Linked DNA regions of Triticum aestivum: region 2 is linked to region 1. The links are chromatin contacts, called in public Hi-C maps. All regions are on one chromosome and are shown on one strand. Each heading gives the region's core, a stretch centred on a gene start, on an enhancer-like site or on the middle of the called end of the contact. The rest is flanking DNA. Distances are from core to core; before and after follow the strand shown.

Evidence for each region. A called contact is a pair of places that touch in the nucleus more often than the background predicts.
Region 2: a contact with region 1 is called in a Hi-C map of leaf, with 3 times the contacts expected there. The contact joins the promoter of LOC123165821 here to the enhancer-like site in region 1. A contact is called at or near these places in 2 of 5 Hi-C or Micro-C datasets (leaf and root).

Annotation. Positions count from the first base shown.
Region 1 is chr7D:190,866,449-190,872,244 of IWGSC CS RefSeq v2.1, forward strand. It overlaps the pseudogene LOC123168575. Among protein-coding and RNA genes, the nearest start is that of LOC123165401, 110 kb to the left of the region's middle. Within about 2 kb of position 2,738, at least 2 of the 8 cell types and tissues checked have an H3K27ac peak or open chromatin away from gene starts, as enhancers often do. A contact at or near this core is called in leaf, where this site is marked.
Region 2 is chr7D:191,049,471-191,055,266 of IWGSC CS RefSeq v2.1, forward strand. LOC123165821 (U-box domain-containing protein 41) reads left to right here and starts at 2,418. Exons shown (of 1, transcript XM_044583555.1): 1 at 2,418-4,373. The coding sequence starts at 2,524. The coding sequence ends at 4,140.

The DNA of each region.
Region 1 (5,796 bases), core at 1,488-3,987:
GAGTAGTAAAGTTTTATAGAAGTTCATAATTTCCAAAAATATTTATAAATTTCAAAAATATTAGAAAATATTCCAAATTTTAAAAAAATCATAAATTGAAAAAACTTCATGTGTTTGTAAAAAGTTTGCAAATCATTTTTTATAGTGAAATTAAAAAACATACATTCAATATTAAGTTCATCAATTGAAAATAAGTTTGAATTTGAAAATTTCCATGAATTAAAAAATGTCCAATTAGAAAATTATTTTTTTTATAAAAATGATCAAATTTGAAAATTACGAACAATGTTTGAAACCCCAACTCGTTTTTAAAAAATGTGATCGTTTTTTTAATTTTTTTGAACATTCTCTTGAAATTCTAATCAATGTTTGAAATTCCAAACACTGTTTTGAATTAGTAAACATTTTTTGAAATATCATGTATTTTTGGAAAATCACAAAAAAATGAAAATTTATCTTTTTCTAAATTTAAAACATATTTTGAGGATTTTGAATTTTACTTTTTTTAATTTGAAAGAATAATAAAAACAAAATTATAAAAGGAAAAAGGAAAGAAAACAGAAAACCAAGAATTTTATAAGTGTTTACATAAAACCCCCTAATATTTGGGTCAATCAACCTGCAGTACATCTGGAATAAATATTTTTCAAAATAATCATTAATTTTAAACCCTAATTCCAATTTCAACATGTTATATATGAAATTTGATTAAAAAAGTATGTAGAATCTGAATATGATGTTATTTTTATGTATTAATTAATTTAAAAAAAACTATTTAGGATGCAACCTAAATAAATGGCGCATGAGCCGTGATTACTTCGTACAGGCGTCGATTTGTATTGCAAATCAATGTGCTACACATATTGCTCTGTGCTGCCTAGCAAGGACAGAGTGAGGGGAATGATTACAACGAATTGTACTTCCACCAGCTTCTCTCTCTGTACATGTCCTATGATCGAAGACCCTACATATGCAATCTTTTTGGCGAAATCCACACACGTACTTACCAATGGACTACGCAATTCTTTTTTATAATACACAAATAATTTTTGTAGCAAATACATACACTTATAAAATTTATGAACATCAGAAGTAGATGAAGATTTATTTTGAAAATATCCAAACAATTCTTGTGATAGTGATGAATGTTATTATTGGAACTGATATTTATGTTTTATCCGCTACATGTGACGGTGTCACATATATACTTTCTTAAATAGACTTAATTGATAGACGCGGTCTCCTTAATGTCGAACGAGACCGACCGGTTGCTATCTGAGCCTGTTGTAGGTGCACGCCATCATTATTACGATTCAGAACCAAAATTGAATCGAAATGAGAACAATGGCTTTGATAAAAAAAATTACTCTCCCATTTGCAACACACAGACATATTTGCTAGTCAGTGATAAATTAATACTAAAAAATAAAAGAAAACCCTGTCCGAAAACTTTCCAAATCGGCTATAGCTTGCAAGCGCGTGTAGCACGATTGATTTGCGTGCCCGTTGCTAGCGGTCGCAGCAGGCGATACACATCATCTGTGCATGACTTAACCGCGCTGCGCCTACCGGTTCGGCCATGCTAATATGATATGAATTGGGTGAGGTGGCCGGCTGGTCTGCACTGTTAATCCCAGTGAATAGTAGCCATTTTCCTTTTCTAACAGATCTTACCTATAATTTGCATTGGGTTTACATAATACCCATTCAAATTATGTTTAAATAATACGAATTCAAATTCTAAAAATTCAGAAACATGCACAAAAACAGTAGGGCTATTATAGTTTATAGGAAAAAATTTCCAGACCCAATGCATGTTTGGAAATTCATTTCTGCAAATGGACTCGATATGGACCATTTAAATAATTCTCTAATTAAATTAGGGTTTATAGAATAGCCAAATTTATCCCCAAACCGAAAATGCATTGAAATCGTGGCATGCTTATGAATGATATGTTCACATCATAATTTAAATTTTGTGGGATGTGACATGATGCATTTCTCGGTGCTTTAGGGAAACAATTAGAGCATGTGGGCGAATAAGTGAATTTTTAATTTGAGCTGTTATTTCGAAACTTGATGTTTAGATTTAATATATATATTTAAATTATTATTGCATTGTATTATTTATTTTTGATTATTTTCGAGAAAGATGACTTGGCGGAAAAAAGAGAAACAAATGAGTAGGCTATATTTATGGCCTACCATTGAACCATCGGCACCGACTTGACAATCCGGAGACATGTTGAGACGTGTTTGCAGACAAATAGAGGCTTACATTTGTATGCCTTCAATGATATTGGAAAAGAAAGGTGCGCTATAAGATAGATTTGCGATGAGAGGAACTACTTGGAATGAAATAGGAGAGTGTGTCATCTTTTTTTTTCCGAGCAAGTGTCATCTTGTTCTAATAATGATGTTTGTGTGCCGAGGGGAAAACAAAATCGCACTCCTGTACAACTGCAGGTGCAAACGGAAGTCGAGAATTGGCCGGTGATTCTCGATTCGTGCACGTGTCACTTTAAAGACTGAATTGGGTTCAAGAATTCAAGTCACACCGTAAGACTACAGCGATCCACACGTTTCGGGCGTACGGGGATTTCCATTGAAATTGACCAAAAATCACTATCAAAATATCAATTGATCACCCTAAAAAAATAATTCAAGTGATCAAGTGCCGGGCGTCCGGAGATTTCCACTGAAATAACATCACTATCGAGTAAGGTGCGTGCAAACAAAGATACATGTGCAGCCTGTGGCAAAATTTCGTCCGGAGCCGGCAGCCTATGCATGCACCAGGGAACGAACCCTCACGAGGATGCGAGATGTCGTGCAACACTCGGGCATGCGGAACACGATTCCGAAGGACAGGGCTTCAACATCACGGACTCGCAACATCACTGCGTTAAAGCTGAGTCGCCTAACACGCAACCCCCTCACCCTATGTCGCCCTCTTAACAAGTACCCCCCGCGTGCGATCCACCCACACGTACGCCTTATAGAGCGGTCCGGCCCGTCGCGTCCAGCCACATCCCACCATCAAAGCCTCTGCCTCAACGAGCTCTGCTGCTCCTGCTTTGCTCCATCGTCAGTCCGGCACCGCTCCCTAGCCGAGAGATGGCCTCCGACGGCGTGATCACTCACCGCCACGTCGACGTGAACGGGGTGCGCCTGCACGTCGCGGAGGCCGGGCCGGCGGGCGCGCCCGTGGTGCTGCTGCTGCACGGGTTCCCGCAGCTGTGGTACACCTGGCGGCACCAGATGCCCGCGCTGGCCGCGGCGGGCTACCGCGCCGTCGCGCCCGACATGCTCGGCTACGGCGACTCCGACGCGCCCTCCGGCGGCCCGGACCAGTACACCGCGCTGCATGTCGTCGGCGACCTCGTCGCGCTCATCGACTCCCTCGGCGAGAAGCAGGTCTTCGTGGTGGCGCACGACTGGGGCGCCTTGATAGCCTGGAGCCTCTGCCTGTTCCGGCCTGACAGGGTGAAGGCACTGGTCGCCCTGAGCGTCGCCTTCAACCCTCGGAACCCGGCGGTGAAGCCCGTGGACGGCTTCAGGGCTCTGTACGGGGATGACTACTACGTCTGCCGCTTCCAGGTATGTAAGATACTACCATGCAAAACTCTACTACCTCCGTCTAGGTCAATAAATCATTCGTGTAGTTCTAGATCATTGATTTAGAAAATTAAATATATATTATATGTCATTAAAAACTAGAATTTTATACGGATGTAGTTTTTAAAAATATATTTTTTGTCACATATAATACATATTTAGATAGTTAAATCGTTAACCTAGAACTACGCGAACAACTTATTCATCAAGACTAGTATTTTTTATTGTTTTTTATTTAACCATGCGGATGAGCCGTATATATGCATCATTAGATAAGAGAATTGTAAAGCATGCAAATCCAATCCCCGATGGGTGACCCAATTAAGGATCCTGGCACAATCACCGACAACCAACGATCTGTACAGATCAGTACAACCAAAGTAATGAAAAACAAACAAGGACCATAAACATAAATTGAACGGAACTGCTCCACATACAACAGTTATTGTTCCATCTTCGTACCATCAAGCAATCCAGCACCCCTCGGAGCATATGCAGCGGACGTCTCAAATGCCCTGGCAGACGGCCCGGTTACTGGCCGGTCACGAAAATTCGACCCAGGTAGGCTCATCAAACGCCCAGGCTGACCGGCACCACTCGTATCGAGTTCAAATATGGGGTGTCCGGGCACGTCCGTCACGTTGGACCTGGTCCACGCTGGTCCGCTCGACCCCACATATATTTCTTCCCACTCGCTTGCCGGACCAAGCCCAAGCCACTTCACTCCACTCCCCTCTGCCACCCAAACTCCGGTCCGGCGATCTCCAACCGTCTCCGGCATGGCGGTCAGCGGATCCGAGTCCTTCACCTCTAGATCCGTCGACCTCGAGCTCATTCGCCGCTCCCGGGACGAGACCCATGTGAGGCAGCGTTCGGACTCCTTCCGTCAGGATGTTCGACAAGCCCCAAAAGCAAAAATGTGGTCCCCAAAGCCCTAACATATCCCTCATCATACGGTGGGCGAGGCGTGCAGACTTCACGGGCCAAGCTCTAGGCAGAGAACTGAAGATTGTCATCTTCTTAGCCAGCGCAGGGGGGGGGTCTAGCCGGAGCGTTCACCCGGGATGGTGATAAGGAGGTCCTAGTGCCTCCCGCGAATGATCTCCTAAGAAGGATTTGGTCCATCGTAAAGGGTCGACGTAGCACCGAGGACCAATACAATGGCAAACTCTCAAGCCCTAAGCTCCTGGTGCATGGGCCCACTTTGGTGCAATTCTTGTGGTGGCTAAGATGTCTACCCCGAGTGGAAAGATCGAGCCAATGAGGCTTGGTGTTTTCCCATTGGCTTTGGAACCCCTCATCTCATGAGTTATGGTCCCACATGTACCGATGGATGTAGGGATCGACATGAACATTATGCACACTAGCACCCTGGGCAACATATGAGTCTCCATCTCCACCGTCGATTGGTCCATTCTCCCATCAATGAAAGGTTGCCTGTGTTCATCATTCTCTTGTCCTGGGAAGGGTAAATCTCCTAGTCACTTCCGGCGTGCTAGGCTACTGATGGACCAATGTGCTTAGTTGTGAAGTCATGAACATGCCAGGGTGGGTACTCTGATGTTCTCAGGCTCTACTTCATGCTCGTCAAAGGCAGCCCCGTTACACAAGATTACTATTCCGAATGCCAATCCCCAAGTGAGTCATTGTCATACAAAGACATAGCCTTCAAATTCCCCAGATAGGGGGCTCCATTAGATGGGATTGTTTGCCTTCGGTGCATCACCGTGGGTGAATCTTGTGCACCGGGGGTTACCCAATGTCCCAACACTCGATGGCCCTCATCCCTGGATACGATCAGATACTCAACCTGATCTAAATGGGTAAGCGGGTAAGCGCATCATTGTGGGTCAACAACGTGCATTCGGGCTTACCCAGTATCCGAATGCTAGATGTCCGATCGGATACATTATGAGTGAAAGGGGTAAGTGGGTTAGGGCCCTCCTGCCTCGAGACCAATGTCTTGAGCATCCCAATTGCTGGCTAGGGGCTAAGGGAGTCCACCCTGAGAAGCTACATCTTCGTCTTTTGGCAATGTGATGCAGTAAAACGCATGAAACCTGAGCTGGCCAAGGCCCAGGAATGTTGTACCATGCGGTGAAGGATTCTTCGAGTGCGCCATCACTCTAACAATAGCAAGGAAAATGACCACTTGGGCATCCCAAAGGAGGAAGACCT
Region 2 (5,796 bases), core at 1,168-3,667, 180 kb after region 1:
AGAAAGATGTTGTGAGATATAGTTCTCTTCTGCTGTGACCTGTGGAATATTATCTGTTCGAGTCTCATCAAGGATGAAGCTCCATTCATCTAGCGCCCTGAACAGTTTTGTTTTTGGAAAAGGAGGCTAAAACCCCCAGCCTCTGCATCAATCGATGCATGTAGCCATCTTTATGAATTATTCAACAAAGGTCTAACAAGAACATACATCAAGCCACCCGAAGCCACCACTCACACCTACCAACTCAATAATGTTGAGTGCTTTCACTCCCCATATCTAAAACCGGTGTCGTCGCCGATCCGTCCACATAACGTATCGGAACCTACAACCGGTGTAACAAACCTAAAGCGTATACCAAATGCATACATTTTAGAAGCCGCCACCATCATCAAACCGCTGACCCATCTTCAGGAAAGATATCCGCGTCATCCTTGCCAGTCCGGACATCCATCGACGCCACGAAAGCATCCAACGACAGCACCTCCGTGTGCGCAAACTGCTGAGCACGTCGTGTCCGCCGCCGATACACCACAGCACCATGCCGCCACGTACCACCCGTCGACATAGCTTGAAGTCTCTTGAAGATCTCTCATGTGTAGTACCTACCGGACATGCACGACACAGTGTAGCACTTGTCTGTCAGACATGACTTGACATCTCCACCAAAGCTCTGTGCAAGACGAAGCCGCTCCACCTCTTGCCTTTGTCTTCCAACGTTGCTCCACAAACGATGCTTCCAAGAGAGAAATGACACTGCAGTGTCGCCGTCGTCCGATCTGGAAGACCAGATCCTAGGGTTTCCCCCGGAGCAGCACCAGTGGCTCGAGAGTAGTTACACGACGATGCCTTCATCAAGGTAATGGCCCAGAGCACCGCCACCACGTGCCGTCGGCTCAGTTTTCACTGGAAATAGTCTCCCCAACTCGCAGCCATGACTAGATGACGGATCTTTAGATCCGACCACCCAGCCTCAGGCTGACCACCTCCGACGGAGGAGATAACCACCACCACCAAGCCCAGGGTCGCTGCCCCAGGTGCCCGCGTGATGTAGGAGCACCACCGCGATCGGAAGCCAAACCGGAGGTTGAGCGGCCGTAGCATGGCTGCCGCCGCCACCTGCCGCTACGACTGTAGCCCGCCGTTACACCCTAGTCGTCGTTGTCCACCATCACTGCCGAGGAGATCGAGATCGGATCCGCTATACCGATCTTGAGCCTGTGGCGCACGAGGACAGGGCCATCGCCAAGCCGCTTGGGCTCTGCGCTGGCGTCGTCGTCGTCGGTGGCGAAGAGGAGAGTGGTGACGGGGGGGAGGAAGGAGGCGGGGCGTCCCGGTGCAACGCGGCGGAGCCGCACGGTAGCAGTGGTAGGATTAGGCGGAGGTTAGTGTGTACCTCTTAAAAATGGGAGAGATTTTCACTTCCCGGCCTCTGCACCAACTAGGGATACATACAACCATTTTAGTATGAGTACAAGATAAACATGATCCTCAGAATTTTTTAAATGAGTATCAAGATATTTCTTCATGAGTGGTTCCACCACACACCAAGTTTAATCCTCAACAAATGGGGGGAATCCCTTGTGCATTACCTGTCAATTCTAGGAATTGAATTCGGGTCGTTGGGCTGCAGAACCGCATACCCAACCACTGAGCCAAGACTCTCTTTGCTTAAAAATGAGAGAGATTTTCACTTTCCGGCCTCTACGCCAACTAGGGATGCATACAACTATTTTAGTATGAGTGACAAGATAAACATGATGCTCATAATTTTTTTAAATGAGTATCAAGATATTTCTTGATGACTGGTTTCATCACACATCAAGCTTGATCCTCAATAAATGGGAAAAACCCCTATGTATCACCTGTCAATTCTAGAAATTGAACTAGACCCGAACAGTGATTTGTAGTACTTGATAAGATAACTTTTAAGCTTCATGTGTCCTTCGATCCGCCTTTCATCTTCTTGGAGACTACAAATACATTTCTTTCTATGTCGTCTATTGACGACTATTTAAAATATTGTGTGTTACTGTCTCCCTCTAAAATGAAGTCGGCATTGGATCTTTGGTATCACTTGATTTTCCCTTCTGGCGATAGAACAATCTTCTCATTGGATTGATATTTTGTATCAATCCATTTTTAGACGAGATGTGAGTCTCCGTGATTTTATAAGGCGATAATAGTGAAGAGGCGTTGTTTTTTTTTTCTTTTTTATTATGTACCACTGGTGTGTTTTCCATGTAAAAAAGCGATAAGAATGTTCAAGAACATTCTTGCCAAGTACTATCTATCCTGCCTCTGTTTGAGATGCCGATCCAGAGGTTACATGTCAGTACCTAATCGCCGATCCCTTCCAGGCTAAGTCACCTCGCAATGTCCCCAAGCCACAATACTTAAACGCCCGAAAAGGACGGCGAGCACGGCTCCAGACAGCCAAAGCAAAGGTGAGCCACCGTCCATTATTGCACCAAAAGCACCAAAGCGCCGCTGCGCTGCTTGCAGCTGCCGAGCTGATAATTAAGCATGGGTGCCGCGCGCGCATGGCGCTGGAAGCTTCTGCCCTTCCACTCCAAGCCGCCGCCGCCGCCGTCCCTCCCTGCAACCCTGTCCCCGGTGGACAAGGAGGAGGAGGTGCCACGGGAGTTCCTGTGCCCGATACTGGGCGCGCCCATGTCCGACCCGGTGATCCTGCTGTCGGGGCGGACGTACGAGCGCGCCTGCATCCAGGCCTGCGCGGAGCTTTCCGTCTCTCCGCCTGGCGTGGAGGGAGACTCGCCGGCATCGGGTGGGGTGGTTCCCATACCCAACGACGCGCTCGGAGCGGCCATCCGGACTTGGAGCGCGCGGTCTGGACGCGCGCCGCCTGCTGCCCCTTCCGCCGCGGCGGCACGGGAGGCCGTGCTACGCGCGGTTCCATCTCCGCGGCCCCCAGGCAGGTCGTCTTCTAACTTGTCCTGCTCCTCCAGGGCGTCCGCTGCGTCGACGTCGTCCTCCTCCTCCCGGTCGTCGTCAGAGATAACGGCGGTGGAGAGGCTGGAGATGGTGTGCGAGAAGAAAACGGAGTCGTTGCGGATTGGTGAGGATGAGGAGGAAGTTGGCCAGTTGACAGTGAAGGCTGTGAGCGGCGGAGACGAGTGGGAGGTGGAGTCAGCGATGGCGGCGCTGCGACGGGCGACGCGGGAAAGCGCGCCGAGGAGGCGGGCGCTCTGCGTGCCGCAGCTGCTCGCTGCGCTCCGTCGCGTGCTGCTGTCCGCGCGTCACTCCGCCGCGGCGCGCGCCGACGCCACCGCTGCTCTGGCCAACCTCTCCCTCGAGCCTGAGAACAGGGTGCCCATCGTCCGCGCGGGCGCCGTGCCGGCGCTCGTCGAGGTTGCCAGCTTGGGTGCTGCCGCCCCGGAGGCATGCGAGCACGCGGCAGGCGCTCTGTTCGGCCTGGCCCTCCACGAGGGCAACCGCGCCGCCATCGGCGTGCTCGGCGCCTTGCCTCCTCTTCTGGCACTCCTTACCACCGGCGACCAGGCCCCGCGAGCGCGCCGCGATGCCGGGATGGCTCTGCTCCACCTCTCCCTCGCCGCCGTTAACCAGTCTAAGCTCGCGCGCGCCCCGGGCGCCGCCAAGAACCTGCTCTCCATCTCGTCCGATTCCAACGAGCCGTTGCCCATCCGCAGGCTGGCCCTCATGGTGATCTGCAACGTCGCCGCCTGCACTGAGGGCAGGACAGCGCTCATGGACGCCGGCGCCGTCTCGACGTTTTCCGTCATCCTTTCCGACGACGCTCACAGGTCGGAGCTTCAAGAATGCTGCGTCGCGGCATTGTACGACATGAGCAAGGGAAGCCCGCGGTTCCGGGGGCTTGCCAGAGCGGCCGGCGCCGACCGGCCCCTCATCCTCATCGCCGAGCAAGCGGACCCGGGCGTTCACAAGGACATGGCGCGGAAGGCTCTGCGAGCAATGCTGGGCCTGGGCGACATCAACGGCGGAGGCCTTCATGATTTCAGCAACAGCGAACGCAACGACGATGACAGCGGCACCATTGCGCCGTCCCTGCCGGTCCGCCGCCGGCGCGCCGCGAGCTGGGGAGCTCCTCCTGCCTCGAAGCTGCCAAGTTCACACCACTGGCGATCAGTATGTATCGATTAGCTTTAGTTCTTGAGCTGGGTGTTGCTGTGTTGTCATAATTGCAGTGGATTCATGCAGTGCTCCTTTTTACCTGCTTGGTCTGTAATTTTGAATGGATGGTGAAATTAAAGACAATTGTGCAGTGGAAGCGCATATGTTTGTGCTCTACTTTGTTTATACATATTTCCCCTGAAAAGGCTTTAGATCTAGATCAAACCATCTGTACAGATATCCTAAAAAAATAAAGAAAATATACCTAGATCTCAAGGGTTGATCATCTTTTTTGCAGATCGAAGAAGATTATTCATGTACTCATCTATGTGTAGGATATACCTGCTCTACCCAGACAGGTGCATAAGTGGGAACCCCAAAGAAAGGGTGCCTTCAGATCAATGTAGATGGTGCATATGTTTGCGTTCTACTTTGTTCATATGTTTATTTCCAATAAAAGGACTTGGATCTAGCTCAAATCAACAAATATCCCTAAAAAATAAGGAAAATATATCGAGATCTCTAGGGCCGATCATCATATTTGCAGACACAAGAAGATTATTCACGAATTCATCTTTATGTCAGATATACCTGCTCTGGCCTTGATAAGCACGAGTGGACAAGTGCATAATTGGGAACCCCGAGGCGGGGTGCTTTAGGATCAATGGAGATGACGTATATGTTTATGCTCTACTTTGTTCATAAGTTTTTCATGAAAAGGCCTTAGATCTAGATCAAACAAGTAGTATAGATGTCCCCAAAAAGAATAAAGAAAACATATCAAGATCTTTGGGGTTAGTTATCTTCTTTGCAAATACAAGAAGATTATTCATGAACTCATCTCTGGGTCAGATATACCTACTCCAGCCTTTGGTGTGCACGCGCGGACATGTGCATAGTGGGAACCCTCGGAGGTGGGGTGCGTTAAGATCAACGGAGATGGCACAATCAGAGAAGTGGTTGAATGTGCGGCATCAGGCATCTCCAACAACAGCAAAAAAATTGGTGTCCTAAAAATGGTTTAGGTGTGGATGGAGAAGGGTTTTTTGGCACCAAAATTTTTTCTGCCTTTTTAGCAGCCCTAAAACCGGTGCCCTAAAATTTGTCCTTCTTCATATAGCACACACATTTGAGCATATGCAATGTTATAAAATAATATCAAACTAATGCCAAACTAGATGAATGGGCCACGCGTTGTTACCCTCATGTGTCATGTACTACCATGTGGTATCGAGGATTGGTTTTTCCCGCAAACTTAGGCACACCCACACACCGGATGCATTGAGTTGCACCTTAACTTTGAATTGCATCGATAGATTTCTTGTGAGATTCTCTTCCATAAACAAATAAAGTACAACAAAGGATTAATGGATAATCAATCGATCAAACTTAAGAGGTGGTAGAAGATGAAGTAGATGAGATTTTTCACCCACGACCGGCATGCATGCGTGCATCCTAGAGATGTGGAAGGACAAAGGGAAATCTGTGCAACCTATGCCACCCAATTTAGATTGAATGGCTAATAATGATTGGGGTGATGTGGGGGCACAGATGCACTGTAAATAGCAATTAATGACTTGTAATGGGGTTTGTCTATATAAGATATATAGATTAATCCGAAATAAATAAACTCAAATAGTACTTAATTATTACATAGTTCATCTACTTGGAAATGGTGTCCTCCAT